2 separate regions of the Gossypium hirsutum genome follow, and region 1 is linked to region 2. A link is a contact called in public Hi-C data. All regions are on one chromosome and are shown on one strand. Each heading gives the region's core, a stretch centred on a gene start, on an enhancer-like site or on the middle of the called end of the contact. The rest is flanking DNA. Distances are from core to core; before and after follow the strand shown. Region 1 holds the start of LOC107910605. Region 2 holds the start of LOC107918301 (Golgi apparatus membrane protein-like protein ECHIDNA).

Region 1 (7,067 bases), core at 2,402-4,901, 370 kb before region 2:
GACTTTTGGGTTGTTGGTTTATTGGGCTTAAGGGTTTAGGTTAATAAATTGAGTCCTGGGCTTGTAATTTGGACTGTTAATGAACTTTTATTTATTTTTTGTTTTAATTGTTCTTTCAGTTTGTTTTGTTTGGGTTTGGGCCGGATGAATTTGGCCTGTTATAAACATAATTGATTAATAATTAGTAAGAAATTCAAAAAGAAGACAATTAAAAAAATACAAATTACAAAAGAAAAATTCTTATTTTATATATTTTTAACTTTTTTTTTTCTATCTAAGTTTCCTACAAATAAGTGTCAATTATTTTAATCCATTCAAAATGATTTTATTATATCTCAAGATTTATGTGCTTGTAATTCTTTTACACAAAAAAATAATTCTTGTAAAAATGATAGCTTGATACACGTATTCCAACCGTGCCCTATTGGTTGTTTTTAATGTATTTTATCAGTGTTCCAGTTATGTGTTTGAAACACAAGTTATTAATTAAACTGTTTAACAAGTGATTCAATCAATTTCATCTTATTTTCGCAACCATCTTTACTATTTACAATTTTGAAGTTGATATAATCACATCAACAAATTAAATTAAAATTAAATATCAAACCAGATGATGAGTCTAGAATAAAGAAACGTGCAAAGATCACAACCTAGAAAGGGAATGAATATGAGGAATGAGATCCCCTTCTTCATATACCAAAAAAAAAAAGGGAAAGAAAGCATACATCCAAAACAAAATTTACCATAAACAAAACCAGTTGATTTGAAACAAAGAAATAAAACTAGTATGATCTAACAAAAGCATGAGGGAACAATCTTGGGAGGATCGAATTTTTTGCTTTTACAATAAGTGCATACATTCCATAGCAGGGGATATGAACCAGAGCCAGGGCAAAGTACCTATACAAATGGAAAGAATTTGGCATTCATCAGACTCTTGTATTAACATGCTTTTTTTTTTCTCACTCTAAACAGGGACGGAAAACAAATTGAACAGTGTTAGCTCGTCACATTACCATAAAGGAGCCCATGGCGTATTAAGCTCCAGGAAAGGATATGGCCACCTAGGAAAGTTGCAGCATATGTTAGTACTCAAACCCGAAACATGAAGAAACCGGTAAATCTTACCGACGACTAGAATCGAGAAAAGAACGATACGTACCATGTAAAACCGCAGGCATGAAGAACCCATTGGAAAACAACATACAGACAGCTCCATTGAACGAAATATGCAAGCCGGAACCAAGAAAATGGCTGACACAATAAAATATGAGATTCCATTAGTTCCATAACTTGTCAAGTGTGGAAGCAGTTTGGGGACGGTGCAAAACTTACAAGGCTATTAAGAAGGGTATCTAGGATAAGGAACACAGCATTCAAAGTGTGCATGCAGCCCATTAACTGTGAAGGAAGAAATAAACAGGAATTACTTACTAGAATTACAACATTATGTAACCATTATTGCTTAATACATTTCCATAAGAAGAGATGAAATAAATGAAGTTCAATCCCACCGTGTTAAGGCCAAGGTGCGAGTTTGATAAAAACGGGACGATGACGCACCAAAATACAATGTCCGTCAGGATGACAGCTCCGGCACAAGTCTGCAGATGAAGCAAAAGTGAGTAAATTAGCTGCCTACAGGGAAAGACAGACCTGATATTATAGGCCTTTAAGACTGACCTGATATATAGTTTGCATAAGATATCCCCAAAATCCTGCCCTTTGACTCTGCAACCTGATTTTATCCCTCACATTGTTTTCCTTATAAGTTACAGAGTTTTCAGTTCTACTCTCTTCCACATCACTTTTCAGAAACTCAGCCCTTGCACCATTTTCAGGCAGAGGAGTATTTAAGCACACCCAACACCCATAAGCAGAAATGACAGTCCCCAGCTACATATTGGGCATATTATATGTTAATTTTTAAGAAGGTCATATACATGAAAAGAAGATAATAGGAGAAACGGGGTTCAATTTTATTTTAATCTTTACATACCCCAAAATAGACCATAACCAATGCAAATGTCCACCTGCAGATTTGTTGCATCACCAGATTAGCTAAAGGCTGTGGAATTTTAGTATTTTACATTCTCAGAAAAAAAAGAAAGAAGGAAAAATAGTAAAAAACTTGTTGGTAAAAAATGTACAACTTAAGAATGAAGGAAAAGTCTTCAAAGCGTTAATGTAAAAAAATAAAAAGAAGAAGAAGAAGAAGAAGCAAATATGTGATCATTTAGTGTTCTTAGATTAAAGAATGGAAAAGCAAGAACAAGAAGGCAAGTTTGGAGATGATCTTACTGAGTGTAGAAATAGAAAGCAAAAGCTCCTCCCTCAGAGGCAATAACCTCACACAGTATCCGAGCCGTGCATATAAAAGCAAAAGCTCTATAACATAGAAGCCAACAGGGATTTAAGTTTCTCCACTGTGGCTTCCAAAAATGATTGAAAAATAACGGGTCTGTTTTAACTTTATTGATGCTATATGAAGCTAAGACAGATGGGGAAACGATGATTAATGCACACACTGGTACTTGCCACCTGAGCCAGTACCCCAAGCCTTCATCGTTCGAATCCGACATTTCGAATTAAGGAGAGGAAGATTTCGGACGGGTAAATAAGTTGGGAATATGAGAAAAATGATCGGGGTTTTCCCAGATCTGTCTCAGACAAGGAAGATTGTATGCTCTTTTGGTGATCAAAGACAACAATGATAGGTAGTTGTAAGTTACGGAAGTTGACTTGGTAACCTTAGAATTTTATAGGCCCAATTTGGTTGTTTCAGATTATCTGGCCCATGCAATTGGACTGTAAGAAACACACACTTATAAACATGGAGCCCGGAGGTATATACTTACTCGGTGTAGTAGACGAAGATGGAAGCATCCCAATCGACTATGTCCCACGACAAGAATCCGGCCAACGCTGCAAACGAAACAAAACGAGTCAACACTAGCCATCCAGGGTGCACCCCTTTCCAACAACTGGTCCATAGCTGGTTGGAGCCAACGTGAGCGGTGGGTGTGGCATGTACGAACCCATCGGCATCCTGTTGAGCCGCTAGCAGACTCTCGTATACGCTATCGTCCTCGCATCTAGATGCAGCTTCTTTTCTCCATAAAACCCATAAAGACCCAAGGAAGGCAGCCGCCACAATGCCGAAACAAATGCAATCGTACCAATAGACTACTAGCGCCATGGTCCAGACCCCAGGCAGAGGGTGTTTTGGACCAGTGTCTGCTGCAAAAGAAAAGACGAGGGATGTTAAAGCTTCGAGGAAGAAGGGTATGTAGTGACTTTCATCGGTGTCATTAAGATGTGGGAGAGTAGAAAATTTGTTTAGTGGTTTAGGCGGAGATTTAGCTGTCGGGTTTTGGTAGGAGAATGGTAGTTTTGACTGTCTGGTTTGAGTCTTGGAAACATGTTTACCACAAAAATGTTTTTAAAATATAATGGACAGTTGTTGAATTTGACAAGGGGGGAGTCTGCTTGCTGCAGATTAATATTTTAAGCAAGATTAGGTTGAAAGTTTGGAATAAATTACTTCAGCTGCTAACCTTGTAGCATGAATTAAAATGCCTTTATTTCTAGTCTCTAAGGTTCATTAGTTATGTTCAATATAAACTTAATGCACAAGCAATTCCATTTACTAAAAAGCAATGAACTCTGATTATTAGACTACCCCTTGATTTGCGAGTTTAACCATAATCAAATGAAAATATAAATATATATAAGTTGATAATCGATTGAGTTGCCTGATTTTCTTTTAGAAAAAGTATTTGATGCATTTCGCAAACTAGTAGGTTTAGATTGAGTTTATTTTCAATTCAAACTTTTTTTTTTTGCATTTGGATCCATTCGGATTCAGATTGTTTTGGGTTCGAATTTTTTTTGATTCGGGTTCTTTCGAACTCAAATTTTTTCGTATTCAAACTCAGATCAAGTTGGACGGTTTTGATGGATTCAAATAATTTTAAATTTTATAAGTTATAAATATTTTAATTTCAAATGTAACAATTCATTTTACTATTATACGATGACAATGTAATTCAAATTTACCTTATAAAAACATAAATTATATATATTTAATAAAATTATTTTGTATAAAATAATTAAAGTACTTATCGTGTGTAAAATTGATTATTCTATGATATTATATGAATTAATGAAAATATATTTTATTGTTCATGATTATATTATATTGACAATTGAGTACTTTTTTTTATCTTTCTTATTAAATTTACGTAATACTCATATTCTAAAATATTTATTTCAAAACAAAATTATAGTATAGTAAGTCCAAACCCAAATAATATATTCATTATTGCCAAAACTCAAAAAAAAAAAATTGTAGCCCAAATCTCAAGTCCAAAATACCCAAATACAATTTGTAAAAGTTAATGTCTAATTCAAAATCTAATTTAATAAAAATAATATTTATTAATATATTAAACTTTTAATAATATTTTATGTATTGCTAGTTGTAGTTATAAACATGTATTTTAATATACTAAATTACATAGAACTATTGATGTTATATATTTTATTATAATCTATAATATGATAATAGTTATAAATATATATTAATACTTATAAAATATATTATTTCATTATAAAACTATATCACATACTATAATAGTAGAGTAGTACATAATATATTAATTATTATCATATATTATTGTTGTTTATTATATTGGTTAGAATATGCTCTAAGTCCCTATACTTTTCCTACATTTGAAAGTTAGCTCTCTTACTATATTATATATGTTATATCATATCATATAGTGTATAATATATTAATAGTTTATATATATGCATAAATGATTAACCATTACAATATCATGTAACACTATATTTTTTATTATAATCTATATTATAATAATAGTTATATATAATAGTAGTACATTATATATTACTTATTGTTTATTATTATTCTTGTTGAAATATGCTCTAAGTCTCTATACTTTTCATACATTTGAAAGTTAGCTTTCCTAGTATATTATATAAAGCTATATCATATCATATCATATATTTATAGTTTATATATATGCATCGATGACTAAACATTACAATATCATTTTATTATTTTATGTATTAATATTAGTCACATGTATTAATATTTTTAGTAATAGTTATGTATATTATTATTTTATGCATTAGTAATATACAAATTTAATATATCAGGTTAGGTAATCGGTTTTGGTAATAGTTATATACTATATTATTATATTATCATTAAACTTTAAATTTATAGATTTTAATAATTAATAAATATATATATAATTACAATATTAAAATTTTATATTAAATTAATGTCACTTTATAATTTAATATAAAAATATTATTAATTACTTTTTCTATTAATAATTTTTAATACAAGTATGCAATGCTTATGAATACATTTTTTAAAAAAAAATAAAGAATTATCATTTATTTTTATTTTAAATAATAACATAAAATTATATTAATTATTAAGGTCAATTATGAAGATGACAACAACAATGGAGGTGGAAACACAACTAAACTCAAGCTTTTTATGCTTTGAAAAATAAATATAACTGAAATATATTGAAGGATTTGAAGTAAAATCAAATACAAAGTTTAAGTGTTGAATTGCAAAGGAAATGAAAAGGCTACAGTAAAAACTAACTAAACTACTAACCACACCAATTAAATTAAAAAAAAGTAAATGACCTAAACCTAGAAATGGAGAAGAAACTAACAACTAAGCTAAATAGATGAAAGAAAAGTTGGCTCCTCTAGTTGATAGAAAAAAAGTCTTTAAACAGCTGAGAAATTCAACCTTAACTTTGACAAAATTACCCTTAAAATGTGTGTTGACTTGGGTTTGTGTTGGACAAAATATTACCCTTGCAACAATTTTCACCTCGTCAGGCAATGGTGTCGCGACATCTAGGCTTCAGTGTCGTGACACCCTCAATAATGGCACAAGTGTAGCTCTGGGGGTTTTCGATGTTACAACATCCACTAGCTGGTGTTACAACATATCTATTGGTGCCTATGATTTCTCCACTTCAACAACCTTATGATATTGTGACTTGGAAGCTTGGTGTCGGGACTTTGAGCTTGATGCCGCGTCGCCACACCCTCATTGTCGCAACTCTGTCAACAGTCCGCAACCAGATTGATATCTTGTTGAAGTTTTGCATCCTCAAGGTAAAAGAATCGGTGTCGCGACTCCCATAACGTGAATGTCACGACACCCATGTTGAATATTGTTTTCCTCAAGGTCGGGCCCTTATCGTCTCTCCTTACACCAACTCGAACACACCATTAGGTTTCCTATGACACCATTTTACCAATTTGGGTCTCAAAAGGAAAAAAACTAAACAATAATGATTATTAATGATAAATACTAAAAATCAAAAAAAGTATGTAAAAGACTCATAAATTGCTTGAGAATAAGTTCCCTGAGTGTTATGGAGAGCCTAATTTGACGTATCAAATTACGCCAGATCAAACTTCCTCACAGTTAAGTTTTTACTTGTCCTCAAGCAAACACTTACAACACTAGCACATGCAAAATACACGAATATTGAACAATGAAGAGACTTGACAACCAATTGATAGGTATGTACATTATAGCTAATCATTCTACCATACAACCTAAGAATGATGCATTATAAATTCACAATTTTAGGAACAAATTACTTTAGTTCACTAACTTATAGAGTAAATAAACATAGAGGTAATCCCCAAAAAGTAACATTATTCACATTATTCCATAAAATAAGTCATACAGATAAGGTGTATCTATACATGAAGGAATTTAAACTATTTATTTCTCATTAAGTTCTGCAAGTTTTGGTTTTATACACAAGGACATTAAGGTCGTATAGGGCTTTTTGGCTTGTAATATTCTGAGACTTAGGTTGGTATCAATTCAAAGAACAAGCTCAGCTCAAAATGGTTCAAGTAATAAGAAAAATATAGCACATGGTATTGTTCCCATTTCCCTCATATGTGATTGTTAAGCTCACCGTCTTATTTCTCATTTTCTCACACTCCTTTTCTCTTCAACAATGTGGAAGACATGGTTTGATATT
Region 2 (7,356 bases), core at 1,157-3,656:
CAATGAGGCACTTGAGTAGCACACCTTTGTCCATCAAAGTGATGATAGTTGATCAACATCGAAGAACTTTGATCAACACCAGAAAAATTCTCATCAAACCTGTAGTAACAGGTCTGGAGCACATGACTAACCTTGCCACACAACTGACATTGTGGTCCAGAACAAGACCAACCACGACCATTACCACGAGACCAACCTCTTTCATTTCTTCTATGTCCTTGCTTGAACTCCTGAGTATTAACTCCTGGAGTAATCAGTTTGTTTTGTTTGATGCTCCCCATGTTTTTGGTGAGATACCAAATTAGCCTGCATAAAAACCTCAGCAAGTAATGCCAGTTGTCTTGTTTCACAATCAAGAAGCATTTCAGTCATCAGATTAAGTGACATCGGAGTTACTGACGCAAATACAGGAATAGATTCGTAATCCATCGAAAGTCTTGCCAAAATTATGCTTACTTACTCCTGATTTGTCACCATACTACTGGTTGCAATCAAATTATCACACATACTTTTCACCTTAAACAAGTATTCTTTAACAATAAGATTGCCTTTCTTTAAAGAATATAACGAATGATGCATACTGGAAATCTTGATGCTTGACTTCGCACCAAACCTTCTTTCAATAGTCGTCCAAACTTCAAAACTAGTACTAGCCTTTGTGATATACACCAAAATATCATGTGTTACCGTAGATAACATCCAATAAGCTAAAAATTTCTTCTTATGAACAAGAAACAATGGATTTTCAACTAACTGACCCTCATTGCCAACTACAAATTGTAAAGGAACATTAATTGTGCGTAAAACATATCCCTTAAGATCATAACATTCAAGAATCAAAAGAATTTGATGTTTCCACAAAAGAAAATCATTCTCACCAAGTTTTATCGTGTCATGCTTTGAAAAATATTGAACCTGCTGCAACAATGAAGAAGAAAGACTTAATTTTTTATTCAAGAACTTGATGGACAAATGAACACACATTGGCTATTTAATGTAGCCATGCTTACATACCAAAAATACCATAAATAACAAGCTAGTCTAACAACTAGATAACTACCTTAACCAACTAACTTCATATGTTTCATACTCATAACATCAAGATAGTAAATTTATATTAGAGGTATAATAAAGATTAATTAAAAATAAAGGGAAAAAAAGAAATTGAAAGGGACTTGACACAATATGGCGCGGACAAGAATAAAGAACAAAAATGAAAAAGAAAGGAACTGAAACTTCAGTTCAAATGGAAATTCCAAGCACAGGGGCGCACCCTCCGATGCACATATATGTACTTAATCCTATTTGAATTCTTTAATTTAATCTAATATTAAAGATAAAAAAATAAAATACTAAAAAATCAAAAAATTATTCTAAAGATAAAATACTAAAAAATCAAAATATTGTTCTAATGAAAAATTAGATGTTTTTTACAAATAAATCTCAAGATAAAAGTTTTCAAAATAGATCATTATCTATCAATTTTTTTTATCCAAAACTTTTACAACAACCCAATTGAATTTTTTGGTTTGTTTTTGCACCTAATCAAAAATTAAATAATAAACCCAAAATTAGTAGCACCTCATTTAAGAATTTATCAAAATTAAGCACCATAAATATGTCAATTGGGCACATTATCACTCACCATACCAACCTACTCCTAAGAATTGTATAATGTAATTAGGGTGCTCCAATTACACTTAATTTTGTGAGATCCACTAATTATAATGATTACTCAAACATGCCGCACATGTGTAATTATAAATAAATACACTCAATCTCAATTACTAGGTGACTTTTAAAACGCTGCTTATAAAAATTGGTGCAAATAATTGAAGTGCACCAATTACACTAGTCATATCATACAAATATTTACAAATAATTGCACTCAAATTCAATTATAAAACTCAACTGTCAATTCAACGAAATAAATATGGACCGAAATGTCAATATGACAAACTCAATAGCATAAATAGGACCAAACTCACAAATAATTAAACCCAAATTATTATTAAACCAAAGATCTCCTCCACTAAATAATTAAGTTATTTGACAAAAGAAAAATAAGCCCCAAATTATAAGTTAGACTGTTATGATTATGATTCGATTTATACCTGAACTGAACTCTGTATAATTTAATGCAAAGCTGATTAGTAAAAGCCCCATCCTTACGGACATAGGCAGGCCTGCATTTATCTGGTGCCAAAAAGTTAGACCCAATTCAGAACCAATTTCGCGCTATCTAAATCGCTACTCGACTCAGTCCAATGAACAAAGTGACTGTCTCAAACCCCCGTGCCCCCCCCCCCTCTCCCAAAGGTCCACTTTGTTGAAAAATAAACAACGTTTCGTGCGAGAACGAGGGAAATTTTATAGGAGCGAAATGAGCCAAAGCACAGACCCACCCCCCTTCCCTACAAACTTGTTCTATCAAAATCTCTGAATTTGTCTATAATCCATACAAAAGAAAAGGACTATTACAGTTTACATTTGAATATTCATCTCATTCATGGATCTAAGCCAGGTAAAATTCCCCCCCTAAACCCAAACTTAAAAAGACTTTCATGCCATCTAATTTCTCAGATCATAACATTTTAGATTCGGGTTTCTTGTTATTTACGTATATGTTTTTCATCTATTACATGACAGCCCGTAGAAGAAAACTATGCCAATCCCAAAACATGCTTCTTTCACGTCCTCTTCAAGGTGATTGCTGTGATAATTTTGTGCTGGTTTCGAGAATTGCATGATTTCATTTCCCCCTGGTTGATGTATAGTGTCTTTTCGGACAGGCCTCGGCTTTGGCATTTTACATGCTTTCAACGCTGTTTGCGGATAGTTTTGTTATCATCTTTGTGATCACCGTCGTGCTTGCTGCACTTGATTTTTGGGTGGTCAAGAATGTTAGCGGCCGTATCTTGGTGGGGCTTAGGTGGTGGAATGAAATAAATGAGCAAGGTGAGAGCATATGGAGATTTGAGTGCCTTGACCACGAGGTTTGTCCTTTACATTTTGGTTACCCCGATCTCTTCATTTGCAAATTCCATTGTTTGACATTGTTTTTAACCCCCCCCCCTCTATGCAGTCCTTAGCTCGTATTAACCAAAAGGATTCTTGGTTATTTTGGTGGACATTGTATCTTAATGTAAGTAATTATTGCGACAATGGATTGGAAGTCACTTGCTGATGAATTTGCAATGCTTTCACTCTGATATGCTTTCAAGTTTTAACATTTCTTACTTTCTCGTCCTTTTTTTTCTATTCAGGCAGTTGCTTGGACCATCTTTGGGATATTTTCATTGGTTAGACTTGAAGTTGATTATCTCCTAGTTGTGGGAGTTTGTTTGAGCCTTGCCATTGCCAATATCATCGGATTCACCAAATGTCGTAAAGGTATGAGATTCCGCCGTTTCAGATTTATAGTAATTCTTGTAGGACGATAAATCGTGTCGAAAAAAAAGCTAAAGGGTGATATATTTAGATCACACACCATGGCAGTCCATGTCATTAGCTTGGTTTAGGTGGATTTTGCAAGGCTCTTGAAGCATATCTAGTCAAAGTTTTTTGTTAATGAAATAAGCTACAACATGCCATCCAACAATTTGTGTTATTGTTTGAATGCAAACCATTATAAACTATAGTTATCTCTAGCTGTCTAACAGCCCTGAGTGCATGAATGGGTCTGCCCAGCTTTGCCAGTCCAAGAGACCAAGAGTATGTAGGGTAGAGGTTAAGGTTATTAATTTGCTCTCACTGGCTCATACACATAGAGACTAGGTTGAGCTAAGGCTTTTTTTTTTTTTTTTTTTGGTTTGATCATTACAAACCAAGGAGAGGAGCGTATAGGTGACCCAAGACTCGAACCCAGGTCTATGATGCCAACGAACAACAACTTTACCACTCTAACTGTGGCTTCATCGGCCCGTTCAAACTTTAGATCTTATACTAACAGGCTTGGAGCAAACTTGTAAATAGAAATGCAAGCCTAAAACAGAGAAAATGATACTAAGATCACCTCAAATCATGGGTTTGGTTAAAGTTGGGTTTTATTGGCTTATTTGTTCATTTGGATTGAAGGTGAGCTGATTTTTTTTATACAAAATGGGATCGGAAGGAAGAAGGGTTTTCAAATAAAGTTATCGAACCTTAGACTTCATGCTAATTAACTTGAAATCCACACAAATTTAGCTTTGAGTGGATGGGTGGGATCTTTAATCCCTTAACCTTAATCTAACCTAAACCTGTGAAGCCAATTCTCAGCTACAGTTTATATCATTTCTATTATCTTACAAGATTTTCTTTTTTCCTCTTTATAATAAATTCAGATGCCAAGAACAAGATTCAGGCGTTTGCCTCTAGGACCATTGCTTCTCGTTTTTCATCTACACTACAGTCAGCATTTAGCTTGGTGTAAGTTGTCTGAGCTGCAAACAGATTTTATCAAAATTTTATTGCCAAGGTTTCTTTAACTTCTAGGCACTGAAAAACAATGAATTCATAATGTATTTTTGTTTTTAATCATAGAATAAAAAAAAAAGAAAAGAAAAGGAATTAGAAATATGTATTCTCCTAAACTTATTGTAATAAATTTTACAACATAAATCAGTATAACAGATACATGTAGTTGAAAGAGAAATTTGATCGACTTGGTGGGGATTATATCTGTTTTAATCACACCAAACTTCCTCACTACATTATTGCTAAATTGGGTTTCTTCACATAATTCTATATTCTTAACCAAAACAATTTCTGTGAGCACACCATTTGCAGAAGAAAAATGAAAATTACATCTATGAGTCACAATCTGCAACAGCTACCAAATTGACTTTCCTCTGCTCACCAAACTCTCTTTCTTTTTCTTGAATCTAAAACCTAACAACACAATTAAAAATTTGTCCCTTGACTCTTAAAAAAATTCTACAAATACCTCTAAATTGTTGACGAGTGAGAATCACCACTTGACATGTAGTGGAAATTCATAACTAGTTAAAAATAAGAGTGCATGAAAAGTAGTTTGAATTGATGATGGTTAAAGATTGAAGGGCAACCAGAATACCACATAATTCAAATGGTATCCTGATTGCGCATGAATCTAAGGTCATGAGTTTAAACAAAATAAAATCTTAAAATGGATCAATTTATGTTATCAGCGCCATATGCTCTTTTAACTGTTGATGAAATGGTAGTTTAAAACCCCACAAGAAAGAGAAGATCTACTTCTAGTTTTAGACACAAAGGAGGAGGAGAAATAGCATTACATGGTCGGTCACAAATAATACAAATTTTGATTGACCATTTTCATCATCTTCACATGTTGCAACCACAGCAGAACACGTTGAAAATATTGGATCTATGTAATAATAAAACAACACAACTTGTCCTCGTTTTGAAAAAGAAAGAAACTACCTTTTTTATCCCCGTAGAATAGTGTTTGGTCTTCATAGTTCATATTCAAACATTCTGTCCAATTGTGCGTGTACGAGACCAAAACATAAGACATGGAAAAGTCAGACAGTCAAACCCCAAATAGAAAATTCACAAATGGGTCGTTGCAATTTCTACTTTTTCATCACACACACATGCCCCTGGTTTCTCTTCTTCATCAAAAATAAAAAATAAAAAAAACATCATTGTTTTTCTTTTTGGTAGTCAGTCCAAACTCCCCCTATATAAATGAATCCCCTTGGCTCGAATCAACCCAAAGTCACAAATCAAATCCCTCTCTATCCTTTTTGGTTTCTTCATCGGAAAAAAAACAAAGCCTGTTTCTTTTCAGCTCAGAAATGAATGTTTACGAGACTGGTTTCATATCTGAAACCCCACAAAGTGAAGAAGATATGGACGTAAAGAAAGGTCCATGGACTGAAGAAGAAGACTTCACGCTTAAAGCTTATGTTAATATCCATGGCGAAGGTCGCTGGAACTCAGTTGCTCGCTTATCAGGTATAAAACCCAAGAATTTTAAGCCTTCTATGCATCTCTTCTGCACATGATTTCTTTTTTGTGATACTGAAAATGAAACGAAATGAATTGGTCCAGGATTGAAAAGAACCGGCAAAAGCTGTAGATTAAGATGGCTGAACTATTTGAGACCGGAAGTGAGACGTGGGAACATTAGTCTCCAAGAACAGCTATTGATTCTTCAACTCCATTCTCAATGGGGCAACAGGTTTGTGTTTTTTACTTAAAAACCCCAATTTTGCTTTCATCATTCCTTAAATTTTCATATATGAATGGGTTTTTTGTGCTAACTTGGATCTGGTTTTGATCATGAAGATGGTCTAAAATTGCACAACACTTGCCTGGAAGGACAGACAATGAGATAAAGAACTATTGGAGAACCAGAGTCCAAAAACAGGCGAAACAGCTTAAATGCGACGTTAACAGCAAGCAATTCAGGGACGCCATGCGGTACGTTTGGATCCCTCGTCTGGTCGAACAAATCTGCTCTTCATCCGGATCCCACTCGGCTCAACAATCCTCCTCCACCACCACCACCTACGCAGATACGATCGGTTCGGTCCGAGTTGACCCGAGACTCTTGCCCGAGTTATCAGGCACTTCATCAGATTCCCTGGACGCCCAAGTCTCTTCCGTTTCAGACCTGACCAATTCAAAATACCCGAATAGCTTACAAAACGGGTCGGGTTCAGGAAATACAATAGCGGGAACATGGGGTGGGGTTGAAATTGAGGCGACGGACGGTGGAGATTCGATGGAGAGTGTGTGGAATGAAGAGGATATTTGGTTCCTAAGACAGCAGCTTTATGATGACGATGATTTGAATTAGCTTACGTGACGTATAATATTAAAGTTTTATATATCTTAAAACATTTTCGCCATTAATTTGCTACTTACAGTCTAGAGAGGCTATCTAACAGTAAACACCACAAAATTTGAAGTAATGTAAATGAATCACCCAACAATATCTGGTTGATAGAGATTTATAGCATTACAATATGCTTCTATACCATTTCAATTAATCAATTTTGTTCTTTCATTCTCCTTGTTAGAGCATTCAACCTCTTTCTCTTTTAGTAAAAAAGATGGTAATATTAGAAGCAAAATTACGACCGTGTCTTTTTTATACAATATTAGGGATAGAGGATGGCAATAACAAGAATTTTAATTACCGCTCTGTTCAAGTCATGATTATTTATATTCTTGAATTATATATAAATTTTAATTTAATAAAAGTTAAAAGTTGATTTAAACTAACCGATTTAAATTATTAATATTTCTACGAGTTGTTATACACCAATATAAGTTGGTATTAATCAAAACAGACCAAAACATAGAATAACCAAAGCAAACCAAAATTTTAACAAATGAAATTGCAGTCAGCTCTCTCTATAA

The links. A called contact is a pair of places that touch in the nucleus more often than the background predicts.
Region 1: a contact with region 2 is called in a Hi-C map of leaf, with 3 times the contacts expected there. The contact joins the promoter of LOC107910605 here to the promoter of LOC107918301 in region 2. A contact is called at or near these places in 2 of 34 Hi-C or Micro-C datasets (hypocotyl and leaf).

The regions. Positions count from the first base shown.
Region 1 is chrD08:47,507,599-47,514,665 of Gossypium_hirsutum_v2.1, reverse strand. It overlaps LOC107910605, which reads right to left and starts at 3,651. Exons shown (of 8, transcript XM_016838511.2): 1 at 2,859-3,651; 2 at 2,000-2,033; 3 at 1,684-1,896; 4 at 1,515-1,604; 5 at 1,336-1,401; 6 at 1,163-1,254; 7 at 1,017-1,064; 8 at 723-900. The coding sequence starts at 3,199. The coding sequence ends at 783.
Region 2 is chrD08:47,137,208-47,144,563 of Gossypium_hirsutum_v2.1, reverse strand. LOC107918301 (Golgi apparatus membrane protein-like protein ECHIDNA) reads left to right here and starts at 2,406. Exons shown (of 6, transcript XM_016847831.2): 1 at 2,406-2,524; 2 at 2,650-2,706; 3 at 2,793-2,996; 4 at 3,086-3,145; 5 at 3,267-3,393; 6 at 4,326-4,692. The coding sequence starts at 2,510. The coding sequence ends at 4,414. LOC107910654 (transcription factor MYB108) reads left to right here and starts at 5,638. Exons shown (of 3, transcript XM_016838594.2): 1 at 5,638-5,943; 2 at 6,040-6,169; 3 at 6,277-6,987. The coding sequence starts at 5,784. The coding sequence ends at 6,790.